3 separate regions of the Gossypium hirsutum genome follow, and regions 2 and 3 are each linked to region 1. A link is a contact called in public Hi-C data. All regions are on one chromosome and are shown on one strand. Each heading gives the region's core, a stretch centred on a gene start, on an enhancer-like site or on the middle of the called end of the contact. The rest is flanking DNA. Distances are from core to core; before and after follow the strand shown.

Evidence for each region. Hi-C and Micro-C count contacts between places; a contact is called where the count stands out from the background.
Region 2: a Hi-C map of leaf shows a contact between it and region 1, with 2.0 times the contacts expected there. The contact joins the promoter of LOC121215518 here to the promoter of LOC107950193 in region 1. A contact is called at or near these places in 2 of 34 Hi-C or Micro-C datasets (both in leaf).
Region 3: a Hi-C map of leaf shows a contact between it and region 1, with 1.7 times the contacts expected there. The contact joins the promoter of LOC121215513 here to the promoter of LOC107950193 in region 1. A contact is called at or near these places in 2 of 34 Hi-C or Micro-C datasets (leaf and petal).

What each region holds. Positions count from the first base shown.
Region 1 is chrD03:44,683,178-44,686,554 of Gossypium_hirsutum_v2.1, reverse strand. It overlaps LOC107950193 (protein ABIL2), which reads right to left and starts at 1,881. Exons shown (of 11, transcript XM_016884991.2): 1 at 1,706-1,881; 2 at 1,528-1,613; 3 at 737-848; 4 at 328-410; 5 at 63-213. The coding sequence starts at 1,732.
Region 2 is chrD03:44,911,772-44,915,148 of Gossypium_hirsutum_v2.1, reverse strand. It overlaps LOC121215518 (histone-lysine N-methyltransferase ATXR6), which reads left to right and starts at 1,712. Exons shown (of 6, transcript XM_041090230.1): 1 at 1,712-2,215; 2 at 2,501-2,575; 3 at 2,681-2,910; 4 at 3,120-3,220; 5 at 3,317-3,377. The coding sequence starts at 1,957. It overlaps TRNAR-UCU (transfer RNA arginine (anticodon UCU)), which reads right to left and starts at 3,047; the gene lies at 2,975-3,047.
Region 3 is chrD03:44,539,403-44,542,779 of Gossypium_hirsutum_v2.1, reverse strand. It overlaps LOC121215513, which reads right to left and starts at 1,778. Exons shown (of 3, transcript XM_041090221.1): 1 at 1-1,778.

The DNA of each region.
Region 1 (3,377 bases), core at 632-3,131:
CTTTCTATATCCGATAGACAAGCAAATTCCCACAGCATGAAATGAAAGTAATCCGACCTTACCGCTTCAACACAAGAAACCTGAAGCTCGGTTCCAGAAACGTCATCAACCTTTTCATCCAAAAATTCGTTAACCTTGTATGTCACAGAACCCAAATGATCTACGGTGTTCACAATAGCTTTTACAGCATAATCCTTTAATGTTTCTATCACTCTGCATGTACACGACCATCTTTCTTCGCAATCACCAATAGGAGAAATATGGAAGTATATGAAGTCGAACAACAACAATTGAAGAAATGAGCTATGAGGAATTAAAGTGACTCACATTTGCTTTTGATCATCATTGGCGTAGGACAGCTCAAAATACTCGGCTGCTGAGTAGAGTTGTGTTCTCAGATTTTTCAAATCCTGAAACAAAGAAAATGCATGACAAAACCACAAATATGAGATATAAATACATTATCTAGCAGTGCAAAGTGCCAAATCGGTGCATTTTCGCACTCAACTCGCAAACATCCATAACTTGAAATACTAAAACAAAAAAACACCCAAATTAGGCAGTGGTTTAGCTTGAATGCTGGTGCAATCAATTTGGCCATCAAAATGCTAAAACATACAACCTAGAACAACTAAATTTCGACCAGGATATAAAAGAAAAGCAAGGACATAAAGATTTCAACTTTAAGGAAGATCCTACTCTTGCAAGCCTGAGAACTAAACACAAGATCTCTAACCTTGAGACTATCAGAGAATAACAAGCTCTGCTGCATGGAAACCTCATCGTAATTAGATGCTTCTGGAGACATCGGCATTGCAGCGAGGAGATATGGCCCGGTATGCCTTAATCTGCATCCATCAAAACAACCAAATTTAAGCATTTTAAACTAATATTATACACTTAAGCATTTTAAACTGAAGAGTTTGAAAAGAAACTGTACACCTTATTGAATCTTGAGAATTTTAAAATATGAACCACAACAAGAGTGATTACTAATATGACAACAGCAGACATGAAAGTTGTACACTTCAAAACCAAGTTACAACTAATAAGATAATAATAAAAAAAGCAATTATTCCAACCAAACATTACCGAAGCTCTAGCTATGGTAAGCAATAAAATAAGAAATAACAAAAGCCAGACAGCCCTTTAGCAATTCCTGCACTTCTGCCACTACCTAGAAAGCAAAAAAATTAAAAATAAATAAATAAATAAATCACACAAAAATCGACAGATAATAAAATAAAATCCTAGAATTTGATACATAGGGAAAAAAGCCCATTTTGTCTGAATCTTCAGCAATACTCTAACAGCATTGAACATTTAAAAAGAAAAAAAAGAAAAGAAACTCCAAAAGCTGGTAATTTTCCATGCCCTTCCTTTATTTGCAGAGCTAGCCAAAGAAGAGGCAATTCTTATGTGAATCAGTGAATGCGAGATAATTCTCAGAAAGTGTGAATGTCATTTCATTTCAGTTTTAACACTAAAGTTAGAAAATGGGTAATGAGTAAAACTGAAGAGACTAACCTCCTCTTAGACAAGCTTGTTCCTTTTTTCTTTCCACTTCTAGCGCAGCTGAACTTGTAAAAACCGAGACCCACTTCCCATTTAACCTTTAAAAACACCAGCAGATCAAGTTAAACAAAGCGTAATACACAATATAAATAGCTAAATTATCGAAGGTGACTGATGTAGCTTGCTGTACAAATTTTTTTTTAGAAAACGACAACATGAACCGGCACAGGGAGGTGCACAAAAGGCAAAAACTTGCGGTAGTACTGGAGAAGGGAAAAGAAGCGATTGGCAACAACGTTAATACATAGCACGTCGTGTTGTACTTGATTTTTGCCAGCTCCTTTGAATGGCCACTTCAGTGGGACCGATTTGCTTTGCAGCAGTAGATTATTTTCTTTAACTGGTCTAATTGGGGGGGGGGGGGGGAGGGGGGTTCCCATTCTGAACCATAATCACATGACCCATCAAGGCTTCATCAGTTCTTTAACTCGATTCTTAATCCACTTTTGCCAAGGAGTCTTTGTGATTTGGTTTATGCTCGAACCAGCTTAACCGTTTCATTAGGAAACTTGTGCTTTTATTTACTACCATTACTCACCAAATTCCTTTTTTTCCTGTCACTGTTTTGACAATATCTTAGGTTAAAGTTTACAACTTCATGTACCTCGTCAAAATGTTGGACTTTGTCCCTCTGATATGCTTGAAAAATTCATATTTTAATTTCTTAATGGAATTATATGATTTAATTGTGATTAATGAACATTAAATCAAATTAAAAAGTTTAATACTTTTAAAAATAAATAAAATAATATGATATAATGATAGTTGACATGGACCGAATTATAAATAATTTAAACACAATAAAAATAAAATTAATTTGGAGTAAAATAAAATTAATTTTTTACCTTTACTTATTTTTTTCTAAACTGTTGTTTAGTTTTATAGTTTAATTTAATCTAAAGCTATTTCATTAACAACAAAAAATAATTTGTAAATGTCGTTTTTTTTAAATAATTGTTGAAGGATTGACATGAATTTTATGACATGGTACAAGAAATTATGGTAAACTTTAACCCCAATCTATTTTTTTGGAAAAAATTTATATATTCCAATAGAAACAAAACAGTAGAAAAGACGATTAACAGAGAGAAACACTAAAAACTCGAGTCAACATGTTCACCCTATACTCCCATGTCCTATTATTCAACATCTCCATTACACGAAACAGATAAATTATAAACAATCAAAGAATTTAAGCAAGAAGAGATTAAATTAGTCCATTCAATATGATTAACATGTATGACCGACACACCCAACAAAATGATAAGTGCTAAAATGATGTTCTTAGCATTAAACAGATCGAAATTAAGCAGTTGAAATCTAAGCCAACACTAAATTGATTCAACAAATACACTACCAGCATTCAGTCCAACTCAATGATAACATGATAATAGTGGATAGATTTCAGTCAAGACAAGGCCTCCTGATGGTGAATTAAGCAACTTTGTCCACTAATATTTAGAACCACACTCCTATTCCCGTATGATGATGTAACACCCGGAACTCAACGTAGACGTTATGGTCGTATCTGACGATGTCACACGGTAGTGTTTTTGAAACATCGTTGTTACGATGGAAACATTCCATGTTATTATCTTTAGTAAACCTTTGTTAGAACTTAGGAAGTCGTCTTTATTCATTTAAAACATTTGTTTTGAAACATCTCTCGTTGCGGAAGCTTTAATAAAACAGTCTAAGTGATCATGCGTTTAGAAAATACTTTAACATTTTGAAAACCGAATTTCCTACGACCAGCAGGTATAAATCCATAAAGTAAAATAAAGAAATAAAAACTCAAAATT
Region 2 (3,377 bases), core at 463-2,962, 230 kb before region 1:
ATTGAAGGGACCATATGCGCAAATGTCCCATTTAAAGTCAGAATGCGCGAACCTTGCTTGCTGGTCGGGTCGACGCGCGGGTCTGGTCTTTCAAACGGCGCCGTTTTGTCTTACTTTAAGTTAAACAAAACACAAAAAAAAAATTTAGAAAATCATTTTGTTCTTTTTAAAAAAATCAATGGCTCTGCTAGGGTTTTTCTTAACCCATTCTTTTGTGCCGCCATTCACCTGTCCCTTCACCAAAGCTCCGATTGCGACGGAGATGGCGGTGGCACGGCAACTTCGACGAAAGGTAAGTTTTCCTTTCTTCTTTTCTTTGTTATTTTAAGTAAAAATAAAATAAAATAAAATAAAATAAAAAATAAAAATATATATACACAAATAAAAAGAACGATGAACACTACAAAGTGAAACGGAAAAAAAAATCACCTTCATACTAAAAAACAAATTTGATATCTATATTTAATTTTTCTCCGTATTTTCTTTCGTAAAAACTCCCTCACCCATTTCCTCAGTGTACCGATTAGGCTTTATAGCCTAAGAAAATACACTTTACTTTACAATATTTTTCTTTGTGGACTCTTAGTCCGCTTTTGCATGTGTTCGTGGAGAAGCGGTGGGCGTGGAGGAGGCTGACTCCGAGTCTTGCGGCGACTGGAAACTGCTGGAGCCGTTTGAGGGCGGCGGCTAGGGTTTTCTGCTTGGGGTTTTTTTGATTTAATTGTGTTGGGCTGTTAGTTGGGCTTGTACAAAAACTGGGCTGTGCCCAATAACCTATTTTGTACGGGCCCGGGTTAATTGGGCCTGCTATAGAGTCTCTAAGTTTAATCTTTCAAGGCCCATCATACATTAATATTTGATTATTATTACTAAAGTTATATAATTAAAAGCTGAAAAATACTTTGTTAATATAAAGTATAACATTATTGCTTAAGGGGGCGAATTATATGAAATACAATTTGACTAAAAGGGATAAATGTTATACAACATGGACACTAAATCTAAAATACATGATAATTTATATATAAAAATTTAAAAATCTGAAAATTCCAAAAGGGCGACTGTCCTCTCGCACCCCCTAGATCCATCCCTGCTTGAGAGGCCCATTTACAATAGAAACTTGATCAAATTAGACCCTCTACGATTAAATGGATCTATTAAGTGTACTATTGAAAAGAATAAAAAAAAAGCCAAATTGAAATCGAACTCTTTTAAAATGTCATTTACCATTTAAAAGAATTAATATTTTTAAAACTTTTATGATTCTATAAATGAAACCTTTTGTTTGAAATTGAATTACAATTGAAAAAAATAAATTTTAAAATATTTTTTATACAATAAAAGTTAAATATGTTACAATTTGAATTTATTTGATTTTTTAATAATATAAAAATTAAATTAATCCATTTAAAATAGGAGAATTAATTTGATCCAATTATTATAATACAAAGACCTCCCAAATACTGCATATTTAAACCTATTTATAAATTACCTTTATTTGATAATTCTTTTAAAAGGAAAATAAAAAATAAAAATCGAAACATTTATTTCATTAGGCTGGTTGCCCTCCATGATTTGGGTCCAATTGAGGTGGCCCATGGACTCCTTTAACTGAAAATAAATGGGAGATCCACTAATCCAACGGAAAATAACATAAAAAATGTAGCCGATTACAGTACATCTCGTTACACCTTATCACATCCCAACTCATATACAAATTATACATGGAAAGAAGCGCAAAACCAACGTTTCACCTTCCAAAAACCGAAAACATGGCGCGGAATCGTTTTCCCGCGAAACCAAAAACCAGCGCGCGAAAATACCTACCTGTCTCTTCTCTTATAATCCGCCGCCCAACATCAAAGCTGGAAATATTTCTAGCTTGTTTTTCTTCCGCTTCTTCTCCTTTTTATTTATTTATTTATATATATCTCCGTTCTTTGTCTTTGCTCGTCAATGGCGGTGGCTAAACCGACGACGATGGTTCTTAGACGCAGGACTCGAGCTCCTAGGCGCTACTCCGAAGATGAGGATGGCTTGGGTTGCGACGATGTTTACTGCGAGAGATGTGGGTCGGGTGATTTTGGATCCAAGCTTTTGTTGTGCGACAAGTGCGATAAGGGATATCATCTGTTTTGCCTTAGACCCATTCTAGTTTCGGTGCCTAAAGGATCCTGGTTTTGTCCCTCCTGCACCAACATCAAGCAGCCCCAATGTACGGTTTCTTCTCCCTTAAAAATCATTTCTTCCCCTTTACTGGTAGTTTTCAAACTGTGAATATATTGAATCATGACTTGATTTGGGTGTTTAATTTGCCTGATGATTACTCGATGCCTGTGGATTTTAGCTTCTGAAATTAACCACTTAGGATGTTAGAATGAGATTGAAATGAATTATTTCAGTAAAGTTAAGCTATTCACTGCTAAATCCTTGGGATATAAAGTTGTATAAAGTAATGCAATTTTTATTTATTTGTCCTTTTTTTTCCCTCTATATTCAGTGTTTCCGCTAGTTCAGACCAAAATTGTTGATTTCTTTCGGATTCGAAGGTCATCCGAGTCCATGGAAAACCAAAGTAAGTAAAATCAATCTATCAAATGAATTTCCCATTCATTTCATTTATAGAATTACAAAATTATTAGATAGGCGGAGTAATTGTTTCTGTTTATGGGCTGTTTAGGCAACATTAAAAAGAGAAAGAGAGCTTGTAGCTTAGCGGTGTCCAAGAGGAAAAGGAAGTTGTTGGCGTATAATCCAACAGAAGACCCACAAAGGAGATTGGAACAAATGGCTTCATTGGCAACCGCACTGAAAGCCTCTGGGACTGAGTACAGTGATGGGCTCACTTACCGGCCTGGCATGGCACTAAGGTCGGCTAATTGTGCAGCTCTTGAGAAGGGAGGAATGCAGGTAATGACCTTTTTTAATGATTTTACGATTTTTATTAAAAAACTAAAATATTTTATGTTAACTGCACACCCAGTGGGACTCGAACCCACAATCGCCTGATTAGAAGTCAGGCGCCTTATCCATTAGGCCATGGGTGCTTCTTGTCACTGAAACTTCAATGCTCCAACTTAACCATGTGGGATTAATTTGATGAATTCGATGCATTCCAGATTCTACCCAAAGAGGATATAGAGACATTAAACTTATGCAAAAAGATGATGGAAAAAGGAGAATGCCCTCCTCTCATGGTCGTCTTTGATCCTGTGGAAGGGTATGTAAAACGTTATCAGTTTATAGATTGTTATTCTATTGCACTATGATGCACATTTAGCTTCCAAGCCAGCTATTGATGTTTGATATTTGGCAGGTTCACTGTACAGGCTGATAGATATATAAAGGATTTAACTATAATCACAGAATATGTTGGA
Region 3 (3,377 bases), core at 529-3,028, 140 kb after region 1:
AAATCCCATCGTACCCGATCATAAGCTTTCTCTAGATCAATTTTTATGGCCATCCATCTCCTGTTTCTCTGCGTGCTCATCATAGAGTGTATAACCTCTTGTGTGATGATGTTATCCGTGATGTTCCGTCTACTACAAAACCAGTCTGTTCAAGAGCTATAATTCTCGAAAAAACCACCTTAAACCGATTTGCAATGACCTTCATAACCAGTTTGTAAAGGACAGGACATAAACTAATAGGTCGAAAGTGAGTGAAGCCCTTCGAATTTTAAATTTTAGGGATAAGCACGATAAATGAGTTATTCAATTCCGAATCAATGCTTTTGCCATCAAAGACACCCTTAACCCATCTACAAACGGAGGCACCTACATAATCCCACTGACTCTGATATAATAAGGCATGAAATCCATCACTTCTTGTAGCCTTCAGAGGTGTCATGTCAAAAAAAGCATCTTTGATTTCCTCATCAGAGACTGGTCTATTAAGGAGATTAAAATACTCGTCATTGAGGCGAGGAAAAGAATTAGGAGGTAGACCTCTCATCGGGCTAGGGTGCTCACCATATAAAGTATTATAAAAATTGACCGCTTCAGTCTTCAGTTGATCCTTATCCATAATCCAATCACCCAAATCATTTTTTAAGGCGGTAATTTTATTTTGTTTCTTCCTCCTTAGCGTACACGTGTGGAAAAATTTTGTATGTCGGTCCCTAAAACCAACCAATCACATTGTGCCTTCTGACGCCAAAGAACCTCCTCATGGTGTAATACATTTTCCAATTCCTCTCCCACTTCCATCTCAACCTGATTAAGATAAGAAGATTCCCTTCTATCCCGCTCGATCTTAATGCTTTTAAGCTTCCTAGTCAGAAGCTTCTTACGAGTAAAAATATGACCATACACATCTTTATTCCACCTTTTAACCTGTTCTGTAAACTCAGAATGCACCATCGACATATTACTAGAGACTCTCTAATTTTCCTTAACAAAATCCAAAAAACCTAGGTGCACAGTCCAACTTTCTAAGAATCTGAATGGACGTCCTTTGAGGGCATAGTGATCAGACATCAGAGACAATTTTAAAGGCCTATGATCAGATTTGAGTAGCGGTCAATGAGCGACCATAGAATTTGGATACTTAGAGTACCAAACGTTATTGCAGATGGCCCTGTTTAAACACTACATAATCCCCCCTCTTTGCCAAGTGAACTATGAACCTCGAAATTCCAAGTCTTGCAATTGGCCTGCATCCATAAACTCACCAAAAAAAAGGATAGCTTTTCCCTAAAATCCGTCTGCCTCTCTTTTCATTAGAGGAAATAATGGCGTTAAAGTCACCTATCGCCATCCATGGAGTCCAATCAATTGGAATAGTTCTTCGTAAAGCCTCCCAAAGATATCTCTGTATTAGGGCTACCATAAACAAAGGCGACCAGGAAGTGCTGCTTGGAGTAGTTATCAGAAACTTTCACTAAAACAAATTGGGAATGATTTTTAAGTGCCTCCACAAAAACTGATTCTTTCCATCCAATCCAGATACCTCCCAAAAACCCAATAGCCTCTACTCGATGAGAAAACAGAAAACTAAGCCTTGCGATAATCGAATCTGCTTTTATCGAATCTGCTTTTTCTCCACTAACCCTCATTTCTAATAGGCTAACCAAATCTGGCCTATGCTCTTTATTATATTCACCCCCGTGTTTGACGTCAGTCTTATCAGAAAGAATTTCAACTTGCTCACCGATAAGCTTTGCCATAGAATTCATGGCTTCTGAGAGAGAGACTTGTGAATTTCCAACAAGTTTAAAACGTTCCGCACATCCACGAATCATTTTATTTAAAGATCTTCCATTACGCCCACTTCCTTTTTTATTCACCTATTGTGGGTTCGAATTAGGCTCTAAATTCTCTTTGAAAGTTACTACTGAGTGTCGTTTGGAATCCAAAAAATTTGAATTTAAATTCACCACCGATTCCAATTGTCCTTCGAAGGTGGGATTGAAGTGCAAAGAATGATGGTTTTCTTATTTTTTAAAACGGGGCCCACCAATACCGTCTATTCCTTATCCCTAAATTTTTCTAAAACCGATTCTACTGTAAATGGGCATTGGCCTTCTGACGATTTGGACCCAAATGTTCCCCCAAAGGTGGGCTATCTCGGGCGCACCTTGAAATCAAACATGAAGGATCTTGCCCAATTTCATTTCTTAATAACCCATTTAACCCAATTTCATTTCTTAGCAACCCATTTGACCGTTCAACAGGCCCTTCATTAATGCCTTCGCCCACCACTATTTCATCATTATTCTTTTCCACCATATGCACTTCATTAATGCATTCGCCCACCACTTATTTATTTTTTTCCTTTCCACCACAAGCCCTTCATAATACCATGGCCCACCACTTTTTTTTCTTTATTCTTTTCCACCACTAACCCAACATCTAGCCTATTATTCTTGATTTTCTTAATAGGGTAAATTACACAAACAGTCACTCAACTTTGGGGTAGTTGACAAAACAGTCACCTAGTTTTATTTCAGTCACTCAACTTTGAAAAAATAACAAAACAATCCTTTTAACCATTTCCCGTTACAGACGTAATGAAAAAATGACATGGCATTTAACGGTGAATTAGCTATTATTTTAACAGTCCTTTTTAACCTTAAACCCATTTAAGAGCCCTGGGCAATAGAAGAAGAAGAGAAGAAGAAGAATAAGAATAAGAAGAAGAAGAAGAAGAAGAAGAAGAGAAAATGAAAGGAGCTTCGTATCAGCGATTGCCAATGGTCAAAATTCAGGAACTCAAAGACGACTACGCTTCTACAGCACCGACACCTCCATGGCCAACGCCCTCCGCTGCACAAGTTGAGTGCATGTGCTAATGCACATATGCAGTCTGTGCATTGATTTTGAAGTTTTTTTCTTCTGATGATAGAATGGACTTGATGCCAAGGTTGAAAAGTCTAGAAATAGATGAAGAAAAGGAAAAACAGGGTTAAGAAAGTCAGAGGTGTAAAGAAGGTAATTGGGGTGTTTGTTTTTTCAACTGTTTTTTCTTGAAATTATTTTATCTATTATTTGTGACTTTTCCCACATTGCAGACCAAAGCTGGAGAGGCTGCAAAAGAAAAAGTGAGATCCCTATAGATATGAACTAAGTTTCGTGCAGCAATACAATCAAGCCCCTACTTATTTACCTCCATTTATATTGTTTGCCGTTGAACTTCAAATGTGTAATGTTGAGTTCATTCTTCATTTGAATATCCATTTGGATTTTTGTATTATGGACCTATTTTACTTGTTCCTATGGAAATTGAAATCTAAATTAGTACCATGTTATGTCATCTAATGCTTTGAAATTTGTATTTACCAATTATT